Regions from separate parts of the Mus musculus genome. Here regions 1, 2, 3, 4 and 5 are each linked to region 6. A link is a contact called in public Hi-C and HiChIP or PLAC-seq data. All regions are on one chromosome and are shown on one strand. The core of a region is the stretch at or near the end of the contact, and the rest is flanking DNA. Distances in the headings are between cores, read along the strand shown.

Evidence for each region. HiChIP or PLAC-seq counts read pairs in DNA pulled down with a chosen protein or histone mark. A called contact is a pair of places that touch in the nucleus more often than the background predicts.
Region 1: an H3K4me3 HiChIP or PLAC-seq map of embryonic stem cells shows a contact between it and region 6, with 8 times the contacts expected there. The contact joins the enhancer-like site here to the promoter of Rfc4 in region 6. A contact is called at or near these places in 8 of 39 promoter capture datasets (3T3-L1-derived adipocytes, the HPC-7 cell line, embryonic stem cells and 5 more), 7 of 484 Hi-C or Micro-C datasets (the HL-1 cell line, cranial neural crest, embryonic fibroblasts and 3 more) and 4 of 115 datasets of contacts at active chromatin or transcription factors (astrocytes, embryonic forebrain, embryonic stem cells and 1 more).
Region 2: a FOXA1 HiChIP or PLAC-seq map of pancreatic cancer cells shows a contact between it and region 6. The contact joins the promoter of Igf2bp2 here to the promoter of Rfc4 in region 6.
Region 3: a contact with region 6 is called in a Hi-C map of pre-B cells, with 6 times the contacts expected there. The contact joins the enhancer-like site here to the promoter of Rfc4 in region 6. A contact is called at or near these places in 4 of 39 promoter capture datasets (the C10 cell line, cranial neural crest, embryonic stem cells and 1 more), 5 of 484 Hi-C or Micro-C datasets (the G1E-ER4 cell line, embryonic limb bud, embryonic stem cells and 2 more) and 3 of 115 datasets of contacts at active chromatin or transcription factors (double positive thymocytes, extraembryonic endoderm stem cells and pancreatic cancer cells).
Region 4: a CTCF HiChIP or PLAC-seq map of the NIH/3T3 cell line shows a contact between it and region 6, with 8 read pairs. The contact joins the enhancer-like site here to the promoter of Rfc4 in region 6. A contact is called at or near these places in 10 of 39 promoter capture datasets (the 3T3-L1 cell line, 3T3-L1-derived adipocytes, the C10 cell line and 6 more), 1 of 15 datasets of contacts at CTCF or cohesin (the NIH/3T3 cell line), 3 of 484 Hi-C or Micro-C datasets (the HPC-7 cell line, embryonic fibroblasts and muscle stem cells) and 4 of 115 datasets of contacts at active chromatin or transcription factors (astrocytes, embryonic stem cells, large pre-B cells and 1 more).
Region 5: an H3K27ac HiChIP or PLAC-seq map of embryonic stem cells shows a contact between it and region 6, with 4 times the contacts expected there. The contact joins the enhancer-like site here to the promoter of Rfc4 in region 6. A contact is called at or near these places in 4 of 39 promoter capture datasets (the C10 cell line, hippocampal neurons and neural stem cells), 1 of 484 Hi-C or Micro-C datasets (embryonic stem cells) and 2 of 115 datasets of contacts at active chromatin or transcription factors (both in embryonic stem cells).

The regions. Positions count from the first base shown.
Region 1 is chr16:23,952,281-23,954,980 of GRCm38.p6, forward strand. No RefSeq gene overlaps it. Among named protein-coding and RNA genes, the nearest start is that of Rtp2, 23 kb to the left of the region's middle. Within about 2 kb of position 1,306, at least 17 of the 459 cell types and tissues checked have an H3K27ac peak or open chromatin away from gene starts, as enhancers often do.
Region 2 is chr16:22,161,881-22,164,580 of GRCm38.p6, forward strand. Igf2bp2 (insulin-like growth factor 2 mRNA binding protein 2) reads right to left here and starts at 1,419. Exons shown (of 16, transcript NM_183029.2): 1 at 906-1,419. The coding sequence starts at 1,083.
Region 3 is chr16:22,547,258-22,549,957 of GRCm38.p6, forward strand. Dgkg (diacylglycerol kinase, gamma) reads right to left here. Exons shown (of 25, transcript NM_138650.2): 20 at 1,395-1,459. It overlaps Gm15651 (a long non-coding RNA gene), which reads left to right. Exons shown (of 3, transcript XR_384735.4): 1 at 1-1,323; 2 at 1,414-2,660. Among named protein-coding and RNA genes, the nearest start is that of Gm15651, 8.6 kb to the left of the region's middle. Within about 2 kb of position 1,259, at least 168 of the 459 cell types and tissues checked have an H3K27ac peak or open chromatin away from gene starts, as enhancers often do. A contact at or near this core is called in embryonic stem cells, extraembryonic endoderm stem cells, muscle stem cells and 2 more, where this site is marked.
Region 4 is chr16:23,897,169-23,900,109 of GRCm38.p6, forward strand. No RefSeq gene overlaps it. Among named protein-coding and RNA genes, the nearest start is that of Sst, 7.8 kb to the left of the region's middle. Within about 2 kb of position 1,258, at least 58 of the 459 cell types and tissues checked have an H3K27ac peak or open chromatin away from gene starts, as enhancers often do. A contact at or near this core is called in the HPC-7 cell line, the NIH/3T3 cell line, embryonic fibroblasts and 1 more, where this site is marked.
Region 5 is chr16:22,410,659-22,413,358 of GRCm38.p6, forward strand. Etv5 (ets variant 5) reads right to left here. Exons shown (of 13, transcript NM_023794.2): 6 at 2,187-2,316; 7 at 975-1,262. Among named protein-coding and RNA genes, the nearest start is that of Etv5, 28 kb to the right of the region's middle. Within about 2 kb of position 1,278, at least 25 of the 459 cell types and tissues checked have an H3K27ac peak or open chromatin away from gene starts, as enhancers often do. A contact at or near this core is called in embryonic stem cells, where this site is marked.
Region 6 is chr16:23,126,459-23,129,158 of GRCm38.p6, forward strand. Rfc4 (replication factor C (activator 1) 4) reads right to left here and starts at 1,272. Exons shown (of 11, transcript NM_145480.1): 1 at 1,227-1,272; 2 at 942-1,083. The coding sequence starts at 1,072.

The sequences.
Region 1 (2,700 bases), core at 56-2,555, 830 kb after region 6:
TTTACAGACCCTAGAATCGCCTAGGAGATGGACCTTTGGGCGTGCCTGTGGGGGAATGTCTTCATGTCATTAATTGCACTGAGAAGGCCCTACACACACACACACACACACACACACACACACACACTGTAGGTGGTACCATTCACATACACACTCACTGTACGTGGCACCATTCACACACACATGCACACACACACACTGCAGGTGACACCATTCATACACACATGCACACATGTACACACACACTGCATGTGGCACCATTCACACACACACACTCACTCACTGTCGGTGGCACTATTCACACACACATGCACACTGTAGGTGGCATTCACACACACACTGTAGGTGGCACCATGCACACACACACATGCACACACACTCACTGTAGGTGGCACTATTCACACACACACACACACACACACACACACACACACACACACACACACACTGTAGGTGGCACCATTCCCTAGCAGCCTGCATTCAAGGGCCCCTCTTTGCTTCCTGAGTGCAGATGTGATCTTAACAGTTGCTTCTAGTTCTTGCCACAGTGGACTGTACCCTGGAAGTGTGAGAAAGAGCAAACGTCTTGTCCATTAAGTTTCTTCTGTAGAGTATTTCATTACAGCAACAGAAAAGAAACTTTGACAGCCAGCACGTAGGGGAGGGAGCTTGTTCTGGAAATCGCCAGTGTGGTCTTCTAGGCTGCAGCTAGAAACCCAAGCCTGAGGACAACAAACTTCCCCAGCAACGCCTGAAGCTGGTCAACAGTGGAGATCTTGAGCTAGGACCATGTGCACGATCCGCAGCAAAGATTTGCTAAGTCTCTACAGCCACCCACAGCCCGGGGCATGGTCTGAATGATTCTTGGGAGCACTTCTGGCCATCACTGAAGGGTAGCAATAGAGGTGTGCCAGTTCCACAGCCTTGGTAACCGTAAAGCTGGTGAATTCTGGGTGTTCCTGGGGGCTTCCGCTCTGACTCCATCCAGAGTTCGCACTATCACTCCCCAAAACCTTTCAATTCTGAGAGGCTCCATTATCTTAAGCTATGCTGTACAATAGAAAAGCTGTGCCCAGGACTGTGCAGAAACAGGGGCACGGTGTTCCAAGGAGTGGCTCTGCCCCCTGGGGCCCAAGGTTGGCCATCACCCAGCCCAGCGTTCTTAGCTCCTTCCAATCTCCATTTGCTCCTGTCAGATAAGGTGGGGTTTTCTTGTCTTGTTTTTTTTTAGCCAGCAAGATTGTGATGAGGATCAAAGCTCTTGGATCCGACAGTGCTTCGCTGACCTAGAAAGAGCACTATGCTCATTAGCAGTATTATTTGAAGGGCTCTAGTAGAGAATGGCCTCCTTTGGCTGAGAACTGGGACAGGACTTCCACGTTTATCAAGGAAAACTAGAAACCTACAATTCAAAGACAGCCAGAGTGGAAATTTACGCTCTCAAGTGGGACCTTAAATCGCACCCCATGAACCACTAGTCACTTGGGGTGAATGAGCTACAAGAAGACAAAGGGGTTCGAGGGAGAACAATTCCAAAACACAGCTGGGCCTGATTTACACTGGGGAAGTGGGGAAGGGGGGGGGGGCAAAATAGCCACTGCTTGTCCTACACTGCCACCTTGTGGCCATTCTCCAGACTACACAAGTAAAACTAGTCTCAAAATGGGAAGCCAAGAGTTGCTAAAACTGGGAAAATCAGCCTAGGATGAATTGGTAATCCCAATTGGTTATCCTATGCCAAGTCATCAGCCATACAAACATACACAGAAGAACAACATTGCTGTGTTTATACGTGTGTGTGTGTGTGTGTGTGTGTGTGTGTGTGTGTGTGTGTAAGAATGATAAAGGAAATAAGATGTTATGAATTTGAGAGTGGCAGGGTATAGGAAGCTTGGACAGAGGAGAGGAAAGAGGAAATGTTGTAAATACAGCACACATCTATGAGAGTAAAAAACAAATAAAATACAAGTAAAGACCAAGCAGAGAGTTGGGAGTGGTGTTCCATGCCTGTAATATCAGCACTGAGGAGCTGAGGCCCAAATATTGCTGTGAGTTTGAGGGCAGGATAAGATAAAAAGTGATAGCTACCTCAAAAACAAGTGGATTGTGAGGAGCGGGTGTGGCAGCAGCTAATTCTTATGACTTGCACCTGACTTCCTCATACACCTGAAAATTGCCATGACCATTGTGAAAGCTGCGCAGGTGCACCATGATGCTGGCGGTGTAAACAAGTCCATATTTGGTGGAGACGCGCCCCTGCCACCCTGATTGGCTGAAGCTGTGTGCCTGGTGAGGTGATGTGGCCTGCCATGAGTGAATGGGGACTGAGAGTATATAAGAGTGAGAGGCCCGGGGTTCAGGGGAGAAAAAGATGAAGCGAGAGATGATGACTGAAGCTTGCTGAATAAACTGCTGTTAGAAGAACTGGTGGTCGTGTCGTTCTTGCTGGTCGAGAGCGGACGCGACAGTGGATGACGGGATACATCTGAAATCCTTAAACGCACTACCATTGCTGGGTCCACATTGGGCCAGGTCTGCCGTGAGTTAAGAAGGGGTAAGCAGAGAACATTATGAGCCAGGCAGAGATGCAGTACTCTTGTGTTAGACATTGTGTATCTTTCTGTGTGACTATGGGTCATGTGTGCCAGGCAGAAATAATAGCAGCATAAGCAGGTGGGGCATTGAATTGTCTCACTGCCA
Region 2 (2,700 bases), core at 169-2,668, 960 kb before region 6:
CGTGTGCGGGATGCGAGCTGGGAGCGCGCGCGCGGGCGAGTGTCGCGCTCCGACTCCCGTCCGGGCTCCAGCGCGCTCGCGGGCCCCCCGGTCGCCTCTTTCCCGGTTCTCAGCCCGGGCCCCCACCGAGTTGAGACAGGGTACCTCGTAAAAAGGTGCTCCTGGCCGAGCAGGAGGCGGGGAGACGGGAGGCGGAAAGCCCCCAGCCCCGAGTTCTTCTCAATAAAATCGGACAAAAAATTCAGGGAAAAATAGGAGCGCTTCCGAGACCAGAGAGAGGGAACTGAGCTTCGGGAAAGGACCGAGGGAGATGTGCGGTCCGACAAGGGCCAGGTGGGGAAAAACCCCAAGACCTCGAAGGGTTCAGTAGGTGAAGTCGAGGAGATGCCGAAAGTGGGGGGCCAGAAGACAAGAGGGGGTCTCAAAAGGAGAGTGCGGCTTGGGAGACGACAGAGGGCGAGAGGTCTTTGGCACGAGGCATGGGAAGAAGGAAGGTCTGGCTAGGAGGAGAGATGCTGGATTTGGGGGGGTCCCTGGCAAAGGGGGTACTAGAAGGGTCTAGAAAAAGAAAAACGGGGGACTCTGCAAAGGTGGGGGCGGGGGAAGCTCTGGAGAGCAGCTGGGCACTCCAGGGGCGCTCCTAGGGAGCCAGCGAGCCTGGGGACCCTCGGAGGGGCACAGGGTCGCCTCGACTCTGAGGCCCAAGGGTCTGTGTTAGCCCCCGCGGTGGGGGCAGGGCAGCCGGCCATCCCGGAGCCAGCCCGCCGCGAGAGTCGCGGGGCTGGTGCGTGAAAGTGAGCGTGAGGGCTCGGGAGTCGCGGCGGGCGCGGCCCATGGGGCTCGGCCTCCCCGCTGCCGCCGTCCCGAGCCGGCGAGGCGCGGCGTGGGCTGCGCCGAGTGCTCACCCGAGAGGGTCTCGATGGCGCGGATGGCCCAGTTCTGGTCGGGGTAGTCCACGAAGGCGTAGCCGGACTTGAGTAGGACCTGTCCCGCCAGGGGCAGCTTCCTGTCCCCGAAGAGCTGCCGGAGGTCGTCGGCGGTGACGGCGGGGCTCAGGTTCCCAATGTACAGCTTGTTCATCATCCGCGTCTTCCCGAGAGCCCGCGGCTCCCCCGGCCCGGCACCCGGCGCTCCCGCCGCCTCCGCTGCCCTCCTCTCTCCTCCTGCGCCCGCCCCCGCCCCCACCCTCGCCCTCAGCCTGGCTCCCCCCACCGCGGCCGGCCCGGCCCGCCCGGGGGCAGAGGCGGAGGCGGGGACTCGGCGCGGCTGCCTCCTCCGGGCAGAGTCCCGAGCGGGCGTGCGGACAAAGCGCTTGCTCTGCCTCCCGGTGCCGGGGCGGCGGCGGCGGGCGGACGCACCCCGCGCGCCTGAGAGTTGGAGCGGCGTGTGCACCGCCGAGAGTGCGCGCCCTGCCCGTCCCGCGCCGCGCGCTCCGAGGGCTCGGCGCTCCCAGGCTGCGCGCCCGGCGGGCGGAAGCGGCGGCGGCCCCAACGGGGCCGGGAGCGGCGGAGCCAGGCGGCGCGCGGGAGGTGAGGGGCGCGGACGTGGGCGGGGTGTGTGCAAGGTGGACGCGACGTGGGCGCGGGGCCAGAGTGAGGTGCACCTTGAGGAGAGCTCTGCACGCTAGGGCTGACAACTTTCCTCGCGCGTCCCGAGCCACGCACCGATCTAGAGACTCGCTGCGAGCCAAGCTCTTGGAAGAAGGGGGCGCATGTGGTCAAAGGACGGAGGAACACACGGGTCCCCTCCCCCAGACCGTGTATTCTAGTAAAGTTACCGTGGCGCCGAGCCTCGGTTTCCCCAACCAAGAAAGGAGAGCCAGACCCGAGGCCAGGTGATGGCCGAGGTGACGATGCACAGGCTGAGGGGCGGGTTTCAGTCCCAGGCTTGGTAGGCGTTCCCTGAACTCTGGAAGGAACTGGAGAGGGAAGGAACTGGAGAAGAAAGTTGTCCTTCCACGCGGAGGACGGAAGAGGCAGGGTCCTAGTCCCTCTCCCGGGAAGGAGCCAGACAGATTGCCAAGCGGCAATCTAAGTCACATGGCTCCGTGGGAATCGTAGAAATAAAGGGCTCCAGAAAAGAACGGAGGGATTTTGAGGTGAGATGGCTTTGGACTTCTGTGTGATCCGGGAAGTGTTCCTTGGTTTTTTAGAAGGCTTACGTGTTGGGAGGTATGTCTGGGTGGAGAAGTCACCATGGGCCATAGGGTCTGTCTCCTCTATACTCAGATCCAGCAGTATGCCCCAAAGTGTGCCAACATCCCTGAGCCTAACTTTTATCCCTAGAGAAAATAAAACAACCACCCCTTGTGAGGGTGACATAAAAGGCTAGCTGAGTAATGTGTGACACACTGCACTCTGCTTCCATTTCTTTACCCAGGGAAACTTAAAAGCTGGGTGGACAGGACAGGGGGAGCGGTCCTTAATTACTTGTCTTGATAAGGAAGTGATGGATGATTCTTTCTCATCTAGATATTTACTGACATCTCAATTCTAGCTTTCATCAACTATCCACACATTTTCCTCTCTGGACTTTACTGCTTCTAGAACTGGGAATAGGGCTTTGATAGTGTTGCCCAGACTGACAGATAAACCAGGGATAGATGCTTCCTGAGTAAAATGTGGAAGAAGCTCGCCAGTGAAAACAACTTGTGAGTGCTGCACAACTCACGGCAGACTGGAAGCCGCCTTCAGATTATTT
Region 3 (2,700 bases), core at 9-2,508, 580 kb before region 6:
AACCAGCACGTAAACTACCTATTGTCAGGAGATCTGGTCTCTTGAGAAAGGTTCCTTCTGGCACCTACTTATCTCTGAGCCTACACCACATGCCTGCTAAGGGTGCAGACTCTCAATAGTCACAATACCAATGATCTCAAAGCTTTGGGCACAACTGAACTTGGGTTTTATGCCTGTCATCTTTTCTTGTCATTAACAAATTTGTATTTGACTTTTAAACATCTTAAAGCTTGCCTACTTTCCCAGTGTAAATAGGACTCTTCCATGTAAATACTTTAATAAAATATGATAGTGGTTTAAAAATAGTGGTTGCATGCATGCCCGGGGGTGATGAGGTGGAGGAAGGGTTGTCATTGCCCATTGGTGACTATAGACAACAAGGGCTGGCAAGACATGTTTGTAGTATGCTGTGGGTCCAGGGTCTGAGTGAGACCGAATGTCACCCTAATACAGTTCAGATGCTGTTAGATCCGGGTTTGACATTACCTCACTGTTCTCAGCCTCTTCCTGGTATAGCTCCCAGGCTGTGGAGTCAGGGGCTGAGCTGGTAGGGAAATGTCCTCAAATAACACCCGAACTTCTGCTTTGAGGAGAATTCTGCGGCCTCACGCAATAGCAACCCGTGAGGTTCAAAGATCAAGCCCAAGTCATTATCCCACTGCTGCCCACCTGCCTGGGGCTAGGCGTGGAATCCAGGCATGATCTTCAAATCAGTACAACAAAGACGATAGCGTCATAGAAGAGAGAGAAATGAGCAAGAAAAGGAAAATGGACAACTCCATGGTAATTGTTTGCCAGTTACCTCGCGGTTCTGGTAAATTTCATTCGCTTTGCAAGACAGATTTGGGTTCTCTTGCAATGGATTTGGTTTTCTCTTTTCTTTCCAGTTTGAACCCAATCTCCAGGCATGCAGGAGCCAATAGGAAGCCGCTGTGATGCCCTCGATGGTCACAGCATTGTAGGGACCTCACTGCTGCCCTCTGCTGTCCAGGAGAGTGCCTGGCACCTTCTCGGGTCTAAGACCCTAGCAGAGCCTTTCGCTCCCCCAATCCCCTGCGAGACGCTGGCTTTTGAGAGGAAACCTCTAAGTTCCTGGAGGGGTTCCAGGAGGCCAAAGGCAGGCTCCCTGCCACTCATGCCGTCCCAGACCCCTCCCTCTGTTCAGTTCCTGCGGGAGGGGACCGGCAGCTAGGCTGTGGCAGGTTTCTGACATTTTTTTTTTTTTTTCCTTCTTAGAAATGGAAACCCTCCTTCCGGCAACGTGGCAGGAAAGCGAAGTCCCCTGGCGGTCGACCCAGGCCAAGGACATTTCCGTGGTAGCAGGTGGGAGGCCCGCACTGGCTGCAGTGCCGGGCAGGCGGGGTGCCACCACGGCAGCCAGCGAGCTCGCTTACCTGCTGTTGAATTTTTCAGGGTGTTTCTCTCTCATCATATGGAATCTGTGTGCAATTGAAGCATCCTGGAAACGGAAGAAAAGAAGGCAAGAAAAGCCTGGTTAGTGATTGTGGCCATGAGGTATGGTGGGAAGACACACATATATGCCCCTGGAAGGCCCAGATTCCAGAGACTCCAAATCATAGGGGCACAGCACCGCGTCCAGGCGTAAGCTAGTGCCACCACTCCGTCCTTTGAGAGCCTCACTTGGTTGCCTCAGAGCCTGGCACTCATCACAGTATCTCAAGCCCAGTGAGTGGCCACAGTTCAGCCTTTGTAAACACAGGCAAGAGCAGGCTCTAAAGAGAAGAGTGAGGGGCTCTCCTCAGGTGAAGCCAGAAGCCAGTGAGGAGTGGGTGAGGTGTGGTGAGGTGTGGTGTGGTGTGGTGTGGTGTGGTGTGGTGTGGTGTGGTGTGGTGATGGGTGGTGACATAAAGTGAGGACTATTTCATGAGAAGTTGCAAAAATAGTACTTTTTCTCATGTCCCACTCACCCAGCGTCCAGCGATGATAACATCTTATATAACAGCACATTATCAAACCCAAAGCTGTCGCTGGTATTAACTCTTTGTTGTCTGTTTCACCCAAAACAATTAACAATAGTACTGGATAGTGCGTTTAGCAGACAACAAAAGTGTATTAAACGTCTAACTTCTGCCTATTAATCATTCTATCCACAGGACTGCCTCTGAAGCTAGCGACAATCTTGATCCTTTCCTATCCAATCTGTTGCCCCACCCCCCACTTTGGCTGCATGGCTGGCTATCTGTACCACAGAACTCACCACGACGCTCCATGACACTGTGTTTCTGGGTGTCCCATTTCTCAGGTTGGAACCAGAGTCCAGCCCAGAGTCCTATCTGCATCCCACACTCCCATTACAGCTATCTGTGAGTGCTCATGGTTGTGACTGGTGTTGACATGGTGGGGCTCCAGGACCTATAGGCCAGAATAGGATCCAAGCTGAACTCGGTTCTTCACTCTTAGCCTCCTGCACCTCCTAACGAGCCCAGCAGAAGAGTGTGTACTGCCCCCTTATCACACAGTCCCAATCGAGCACTGTGGAGGCAGATGCTGAACACTCGAAATTAACTAACTAATTGGTTGGAGACAGGACAGCCCAGAAACAAGGAGCTGATTTAGATTTGCCCAGAAGTGACTGCAGCAGCCAATCAGAAATCTCTGGGGATGCTGGGGTATCCCTGTAGTCTCAGCATGTGGATAGAGTGAGGCAGGAGGATTTAGAGTTCAAGGCTAGCCTGGACT
Region 4 (2,941 bases), core at 8-2,507, 770 kb after region 6:
CAAGCCAAGGTCTGTGTCTCCCTGACATGTGGTAGAGCCTTCCCACCTGCCTTGCTACTTTCAGAGGCTTAACACTGAGGTATTCCAAGAATTTTCCCAGTGCAGTCAGCAAGGAGGAATAGTCTTAGCCAGAGCCTTCCATCAGTGGGTCTGAAGAATCCCACTAGGTATCACTGCTTCCTCCTCCTCCTCCTCCTCCTCCTCCTCCTCCTCCTCCTCCTCCTCCTCCGCACAGTTGCCAGACAACATCCTCACCGTGATTTGGAGTCCTCCACACTGAGACAGACTGATAGAAGCCATATGAACACAAAGGGCCCAATTAAATCAGCTTTAGCTTTCTCACATTCAAATCTGAGCCTGATTCTTGATCTTGGCTTCACGAGGGGACTGTCTGGGCACCACAGTGGCAGCCCTGATATAAGTCTGGCTCGCATTCAAAGCTTGTCATCAAGCGGGGATTTCGCCACCCTGGAAATCTGTGGTCACAGGCCACTGCCCAGCCCTGTCCCCTGCCCGGCTGGGCTGTCTTCCTCTGCTTGCTCCCTTCTCTCATCCATGTTTGTCTTTTCCTCCCTGTGCTTTCCTCCTCTTCATGGCCACCTCTGCCTCCTTGCTGTTTTCCCTGGCAATCTCTTCTCCCAGCTTGCTTGCTGCTTTCCTGAATCTCCTTGTCTCTTCCTCTCTCCATCACATCTCTGCTCTTTCTCCCTTTCTCTCATGGGTGTGACTTTGTGAGTCCAGAGTGCCTGCTCATTGGATTTCTCAATACTTCTTTCTCTAAGAGTTGAGGGCAGAGGCAGGGATGGGGTCAGAAATGTGCCCTAGCCTATAGACCAGAGCCTTAAAAAGCACCTCGATTTACATACAGGAAAACTGAAACCAAGCAAGCCTCTGGGGGCTGCCTGGCTTTCGCTATTCAGAACCTGATATCACTGGGCTCTGCAGTCTTTCCTGGTGACAAGTACTGCACTCATCCTTGGCTCCCTTCCCGAGTGGTCGAGGACCAAGATGCGCTCATGGTAGCTCCCGTTCTTTTCTCTGCGGACCCACAGCTGCCTAGAGCAGAGCCTAGTTTCCTGACAAGGGTATTACCCGATGGGAGAAGCTTTGGTGATTAACGGGCAGAGATGTGGAAATTGCTCCTCCAGGCTTTCCTGCTGTGTCTGTGTCCTTTTGGGTGTTTCCTAATCTCATAAATCCAGCCAGACCTGCTGTGCTGTCTCGGGCTGCTCTCAGAGGAGAGGATCCAACTGTTAAACTGAGCTCCTCTGCCCTCTGCTGGCTCCACCGATAGCAGACAGCCGTCTTAAAAGCCCAGGGCAGGTTTTCTTCATTGTTTCACTTTAAAACGTTCTCAATGTCATAGGCAAGGTGCTCGATGCAGGAGGCACACAGAAACACGCAACATCAATTCTTCCTTCAAACTTGCAGTTTTTGAACACTTCGAGTCATAGTCTGTGCTAGGCAGCCAAACAAGGTTTAACCAATAACGCGAATTTTCTTTTTCACTGAACCATGAAATAAAAAGATTACTAAAAGGGACAACCAACCATTTCTAAATGCAGTGTTATTCCCTCTGGCCTTCCCAAATAGGTTTAGGGCTCTTTGCACAGGGACGGCCAAGACAGAAGAAGCACATGTCCTTCAGGAATGCCGCCTAATTGATGCCAGAAAGTTTCCTAAGAACGAGAACTGGAAAGGAGAACAAACTTAAAAGGTAATCGATCGTTCTGGAACTCAGTCTCCTCCTGCATTAGGTTTGAACGCTCCAGTACAGACCTGTTTACAGTCAATGACACATTTCGAAGAAGCTGCTGCCTTCTCACCTTGAGATCCACAGAGCTCACATCTCTGGAGGAGGGAAAGGGATCTTGTGTATTGGGCGCGCCCCCTTGTGGCTCTTCTTTCCACTGCCTAACCGGCGCTTTCAGAGCTCGCAGTCTTGCCCCATCCTAAGAACCAAGGACCCTTCCTGACCTGCAACCCTCTCTCGCTAGTGCTCGCTAGCATATAGTTCTCAAATAGCTTCTTTTAAGCATTTACAATGGATTAGGATGCTTCCAGTTTAATCTTCAATGAAGAAATGTGTGACTGCGGGGGCTGAATCCCCCACACTGCAGAAAGCTGGGCCACTGGAGTTCCAGGCTCAAAGCTTCCCCTGCAGCTACTCAGTCCTGATGGGGTCTCTGGCAGCAGCCAGTCCACCACTTTGGGACCTGGTTCTGACCTCTTCTCTTCCACCCTTTTAGGACAAGCTCATCACAGAGCTCCCTGGCTCTCTGCTTACCGAAACGCAGTTTACTGGCTGTAGTAAACTGAGTAGTACCCTTCTCCTCAAATTCGTGTCTCCATCCTAACCTCTCTAACTTTGTGGTACATAATGGCAGCCGTGGGGAATACAAACACTAAGCCTAGCTCTCTGCTTTCCCCCTGGCTCAGAGCGGCCCAGAGAGCTGTGTAAGATCTACACTACACTGGGATCATGATTCCGGCCCACCTCCACTGCATTCCTAGAGCCAAGCTCAGACCTCCAAGTGCTCTCTCCCAAAGAGTAGGCTGTGCCAGGGACTCTGGAGGCTAATCTTACCACTGTCACATAGGGCAACCCTACTCCCCCTCCCGACAGCCATCTGACTCCATCTCAATCAATTCCAATCGGCGCCATGATGCATCTCTTGTTGACCTGTAAGCCAGGCTTAGAACTGCCACAGTAACGGTGGACTGGGTGTGAAGATTTAAGTCTCAAGGACTGAGATTTGCTCAAACCATATCGAATTAAAGAAAGGCAGATGTTTCCTGGAACATTAGCAATGTAATGATGAGGGGCTTGGGGGTATTTTTTCCCCAATCCAATAGCATTCTAGAAAATATACTATCTGAGGAGACAAGGTCAAAAGGAGATTGAGCAGGAATATTTTGTATCTACTCAGCTTTGAGGCAG
Region 5 (2,700 bases), core at 28-2,527, 720 kb before region 6:
CCTCGGTGGCAAGAGAAACTCATGAACCAATGTCCCTGCCACGTTACAAATCTCAGATACCCCCCAAAATGGTGATCACCTCTGGGGCCCTATATAGCACAATTGCTGTTCTGTGGTTCTTGGCTTGACCGTGGAAAAGACCATGAGCCAGCTATATCATGCAGGTTAGACAAAGTGGGGACAGGACCATAACCAAGCAAAATAACCTCCAGACAGACCCTGGGTAGAACCATCTGGCCCTTCTCTTCTCCAGGCCCCCACTCTCACCTACAGAGAGGTGGTTCCCATCCTACTAACACCATGATCAGTCACCATATCTCACTATCAACACAGATGAGGAACAGCTGACACGCAATGAGTAAGTCCACACCTGGCCGCATTTCCAGACTATCACAATGAACATAGAAAACCGAATCCCTCTCTACCTTTACTTTTGATGAAGGAGGACTCCAGATAACCATGATGTTTCAACTGTTAGAAATATAAACCAACCTACAGGGAAACCGGGAAGTTTCTACCTCAAAAAAGCAGATGTTATTACTAACATTCTTAGTTCACTATGCTAAAATGTGAATAATAATGGCTCCCATAACTCAGACTCTTCCCAGAATGCAAGTAGAATAATAATAATAATACCATGATTAGGAGCAGCGTAAACTAAAGCTCAGTTTTACAGGCTGTATCTCATGAGGAGCCCAGAAATTGGTGGGTTGACTGTGCATCTGGGCAAGCCATCCCTCCACCCAGGCTTCCTAAGGAGGTTACAATCCTAGAAACCATTCTGAGAACCTCCTGAACAGGGTGCTATATAACTAGCCCATACCCACAGTACATCTGCAGTCTCACTTCACTGATGTGTCAGTGGCGTTAGTGGAGTAGGAACTTTCTAGGTACCTGGCCAACATGACTAACTGCTTCTCTCTCCCGATGAGAAAAGGACATGAGAGAGTAAGTTAGTTCAGAGTGGTACCCACCTCTGTTCTGATGGATACTGGCTTTCAGGCATCATCTTTGGCATTTGCAGGGGCTGATGTGGTGGCCGGGGGACCGCAAATGTTTGTTGCTGTGATCCAGGTTCTGGAAGTGAGTGAGGAGTCGGGGCAGGACCCACCCCTTGAACTGGGCCAGCTCCAGGGGTGAGACCTGAGGTGGGCAGAGTTGCCTGAGGTGGGGGAAATAGGGAATTCTGATGGGTGGGTGACAGAGGAGTGGCGGGCGGGGTTAATGGCTTGAACCCAGAGGGAGGCTTCCTATCGTAGGCACTGTAAAGAGACAGACAGAAGGATCCATTAAACTCCAGGGAGGCATTTGCATAGTAACCAGGCCCAGCAGAAAACCAGTTTGCAGCCCATTGTTGCCAGGAAATGACGTCATTAACACGGTGAAATCGCTACAGCCCAGGGGAATATTTGTACCTCGGTAATGTGACAAACGCGGGGCGTCAAAGGACTTGTTTAACACTTCTTGTGATTTTTCTCCAAGATAATTTTAGCTTCTGCTTCCGGTTTCCTTTTTCCCTCCTTCTAAAAGATCTGTGTGTGTGTGTGTGTGTGTGTGTGTGTGCAGGGGTGTATGGGTGAGGCTGGGAATTTATGGGCCTTCTCTGGTCCCCTCTCCAAAATATTCCAGGGTTCCTATAAATTGGTCAAAAATCTTTGTGGAAGGTAACAGTGCTTAAATTAAACAAGCCTTCACTGGTTCCAGGAAGATCTGCGTTTACCTTTAAGTGCAAAGAATGATTAAAATTCAAGCCTCATTCCTGAGGCCTGGATATTCTTAAGTAAAGGGCACAAGCATGGGGGCCTTTTTTGTTTATTCTGATTTTAAGATTATTTCCTTGCCGCCTAAAAGTTCACATTAACATATATGATAGACGGGAAGACTGTATATCACCTGCCTCAAAGCCACAGATCTGATGGCCCAGCGTTCCAGGCTCTTGCCTTAGCGGGGATGTCTATGGCTCCCTGTGGAGCCATGGCATTTTAATGAAAGTTTTGCCTTTCATGCATAGCATAAAATGGGCTCAGTGGAATGAGCTAGACCTAGAAGCTTACACCACAGGGCGGCGACGCTCTGCCCTAGGGCCTGATAGATACTTCTGATGCTGTGCCCAGAGCCTTTTTCTGCAAGGCTCTCCATGCCATCCACCCACCCCCGCCACCCTAGGTCTCCACTCCAATCCTTACCAATAGTTGTAGAGGCACTTTTCTCCATACTTAGCACCAAGAGCCTGCTCGTGGCTACAGGACGACAACTCGGAGGAGGGGCTGTGCAGCTCCCGTTTGATCTTGGTGGGAGGTGGAGCATGAAGCACCACTGAAATCAGAAGGGGGGGGGGGACAGCATTTATTCACTAAATCACTCTTCTTCCCACAAACTTCCCCAGCAGGTAGCTCTTACAGCTCAAGGTCAAGAAAACCCGCCCCACCTAAATATGCAACCTTTTGTTAAAAACCGATTAAGGTCCCTCAGCGGAATGCTTGCAACCTAAGCGCTTAGGGTGAGCTTGTGGCTAGCCTGAGATACATAGTGAACTCCTTAAAAATCACCCCAGGACATTTTAAATGAGGGCCCTCCCAGCCCAATTTCTTTAATCATGAGTCTTGTTTCCCAGTTTCTGAAGACTTGAAAAACCCCAAAGGTGCTGGGCAGTGGTGGCACGTGCCTTTAATCCCAGCACTTGGGAGGCAGAGGCAGGTG
Region 6 (2,700 bases), core at 22-2,521:
TATACACACACATACATACACACACATGCATACATATACACACATAGATAGATAGATAGGTAGGTAGGTAGGTAGTTTTGGAGTGGTAAGATGGCTCAGCAGGCAAAGGCACTTACTGCCAAGTCTGATGATCCAAGTTTGACACACGGAATACACAGGGCAGCTAAGAACTTACTCCACCTGGGAGTCGAAGCATGCTTGTGATGGCATGCATCCTCCTTCCTCAACGATAAATTTTAAACATGTGAAAACTATAGATCTATGGGCCGGAGTATAGAACAGTGGTAGAGTGCTTGCCTAGATTAAGGTTAGCGAGATTCCCAACAGGTAAGTGCGAGCTTTCAAAGCCCGATGATCTGAATGGGACCACCACTTGCTTTGCTGCGGGGACGGCTATGGGATGAGTTGGGGGCAGGAAGAGGGGTGATATAGATGAAGTACTCATATTTGAACTTCTCAATAATATTGAAACAGCAAAATAACACACACGAGGACCTTGTTTGACTTGTAAATAACCTGAAGATCCTTAGTGATCAAAGAGGTTCCACGTAGCTGACGGTTCTAGTATCATCTAGCAAATGACAATGTAGTGGTACTTAACATCAACAACAAGATCCCAACAAATTTCACCATATACATACAAGGATAAAAGTCAGATTTCAGTGGAAGTGTTTATAGCCAGCTCACAGAAACATTGCTTTCTTCGTTTCTGTAGGGCTCTAAAACTGTACACTTTATAAACATCTTAGGTCATCTATATAACTAAAGAATTAAATTCAACTACTGTATCACTCCAAGGACTAAGACTTATTATTGGGTGATACCGCGTCCCCCTACCCCTCAAAGGTGTGATCTAAATATAGCAAAGTCCCCCTTACATTAAAAAAAAAACCCCACTAGCACTTATTAGTTATTTCAACAAAAGTACAAGCAGTTCTTACTATTTTTCCACCCAAGGAACTGGTTTGACTTTCTTGGTTTCTCCACTGCTTCCTGCAGTGGCAGGTGTCCCCCGGTCCTTGGTCAGTTGTGCTTTGGCACTGACAGATGTGCCTTTCAGAAATGCCTGCATGGCTTCTTCTCCTGGGTATAAGACAAAAAGAAACCATTATGGGGCAGCTCCCCTTGAAAGGACCCCTAACTTTGTGCCTAGAGGGAAGGCGGAGGTCACATCCCGGTCCCCGCCAGCCTGTAAAAGGCTGAGAACACTCAGACCCATCACTTACAGTCGTCACCGTCCCCCTGGCACCGCGGTTCCCGCCACAGAACGGCGGCGAAAGGCATGGCGGGAGCGCGCCACGCAATAACGTCACTTCCGGCGCGCGGGTGCCAGTGACGCGCTCCCTTTTTGGCTAGCGGTGGCTAAGCTCGGCTTCTGGGTGCATCTGGGGCGTTCCGCGGAGGTGATCCTGTGTAGACTCCGCGGCCAGACCTCGGCCCAGCAGACACTGCAGAGCGCGGTCGGGGAGGAGCCGACCTAAGGAGAAAGCTTTGCTCGAAGGACCGGGCCTAGGGCGGGCCCACGCTGGGAGAGGCTTTCATTAAGCCAGTGGCTTCTTGGGTTTGCTGCCATCGTCCGTCAGCCCGGAGGTCAGGGCCAAGACGTGCTCACTTGACCCTTCGCCGGAAGGGGACACTGTGCGAACTACTGCCCTGCCCCCGATATTCAAGGACACAGAGCAAACTGCTTTTTAGAAGTGAAGCTAGAGAGAAGGCTCAGCGGTTTAAGAGCATTCACTGCTTTTGTGGAGGACTTCGGTTTGATACTTGGGGTTTTGATAGCCATCTGGTGGCTCACAACTGGAACTCCAGTTCAGGGGTCCAACGTTCCCTTCAGGGCTGCAGACCCTGAATACGTGTGCTGCACGTACTTGCACGCAAGCGGAATACTTAAACACACACAGCCCGGGACAGATGTCTTACAGTCAGTAAAATCAGCTTATTGTAGGGAGGGAGGACCATCTTCTATGGGCATTTTGTAATTCCCGAGACCCACTCAAAAACCTCGTGATCGGGCAGGAGATAAACTCATCAGTTAAAAGGACTTGCTGCTTTCCCAGAGGACTGGAGTTTGCGTTCCAGCATCTTGGGGGGGGGGGGGGGTGGACCAAGCGAAAAAGAAAGAATTTGAAAGCTTTGTAGTATATACCAACTGTCAGCAGACAGCTTGTCCTGTGAAGGATTTACTAGTCCAAATGAATCTTTCAGTTCTTAGCCAGCCTCTGCCCTTAGATGTCCTCATGTTAGCATAATAAGTTCCTAGTGTAGCTTTGGTAGCAGAGGTGGTTGTCACACGAGTCCAACAGCGACGACTGCTCCAGTAACTGCATTGCTGGGAGCTGAACTTGCCAGCCACAGGAGTGAAAGATAGTCACCCTTCCTGGATAGAACCCCTGAGCCCTCAGGGGGTTCAACTAACCTTTGCCCTACAGTGGATGAAATGTCATTGTTTCCACCAGAAGTAGAATTTGTCTAATTGTGCTCATTTTCTAGAACCAAAATTCTAAAAGGCTGCATTTCATCAGAAGCCTGTGCAGGGTTTGGCAGAAGTACACTTTCAGTCCCAAAACAGACCTACAAGGTCAGAATCTCTGGTGTCTGGGACTATGTATTTATAAGGTCTGTGGTTAGTGGACATAATGTTTCTGCTTCCTCCAAACCTCAGATGGAAAACCTCAATGTAATCAATCCCCGGTGTTG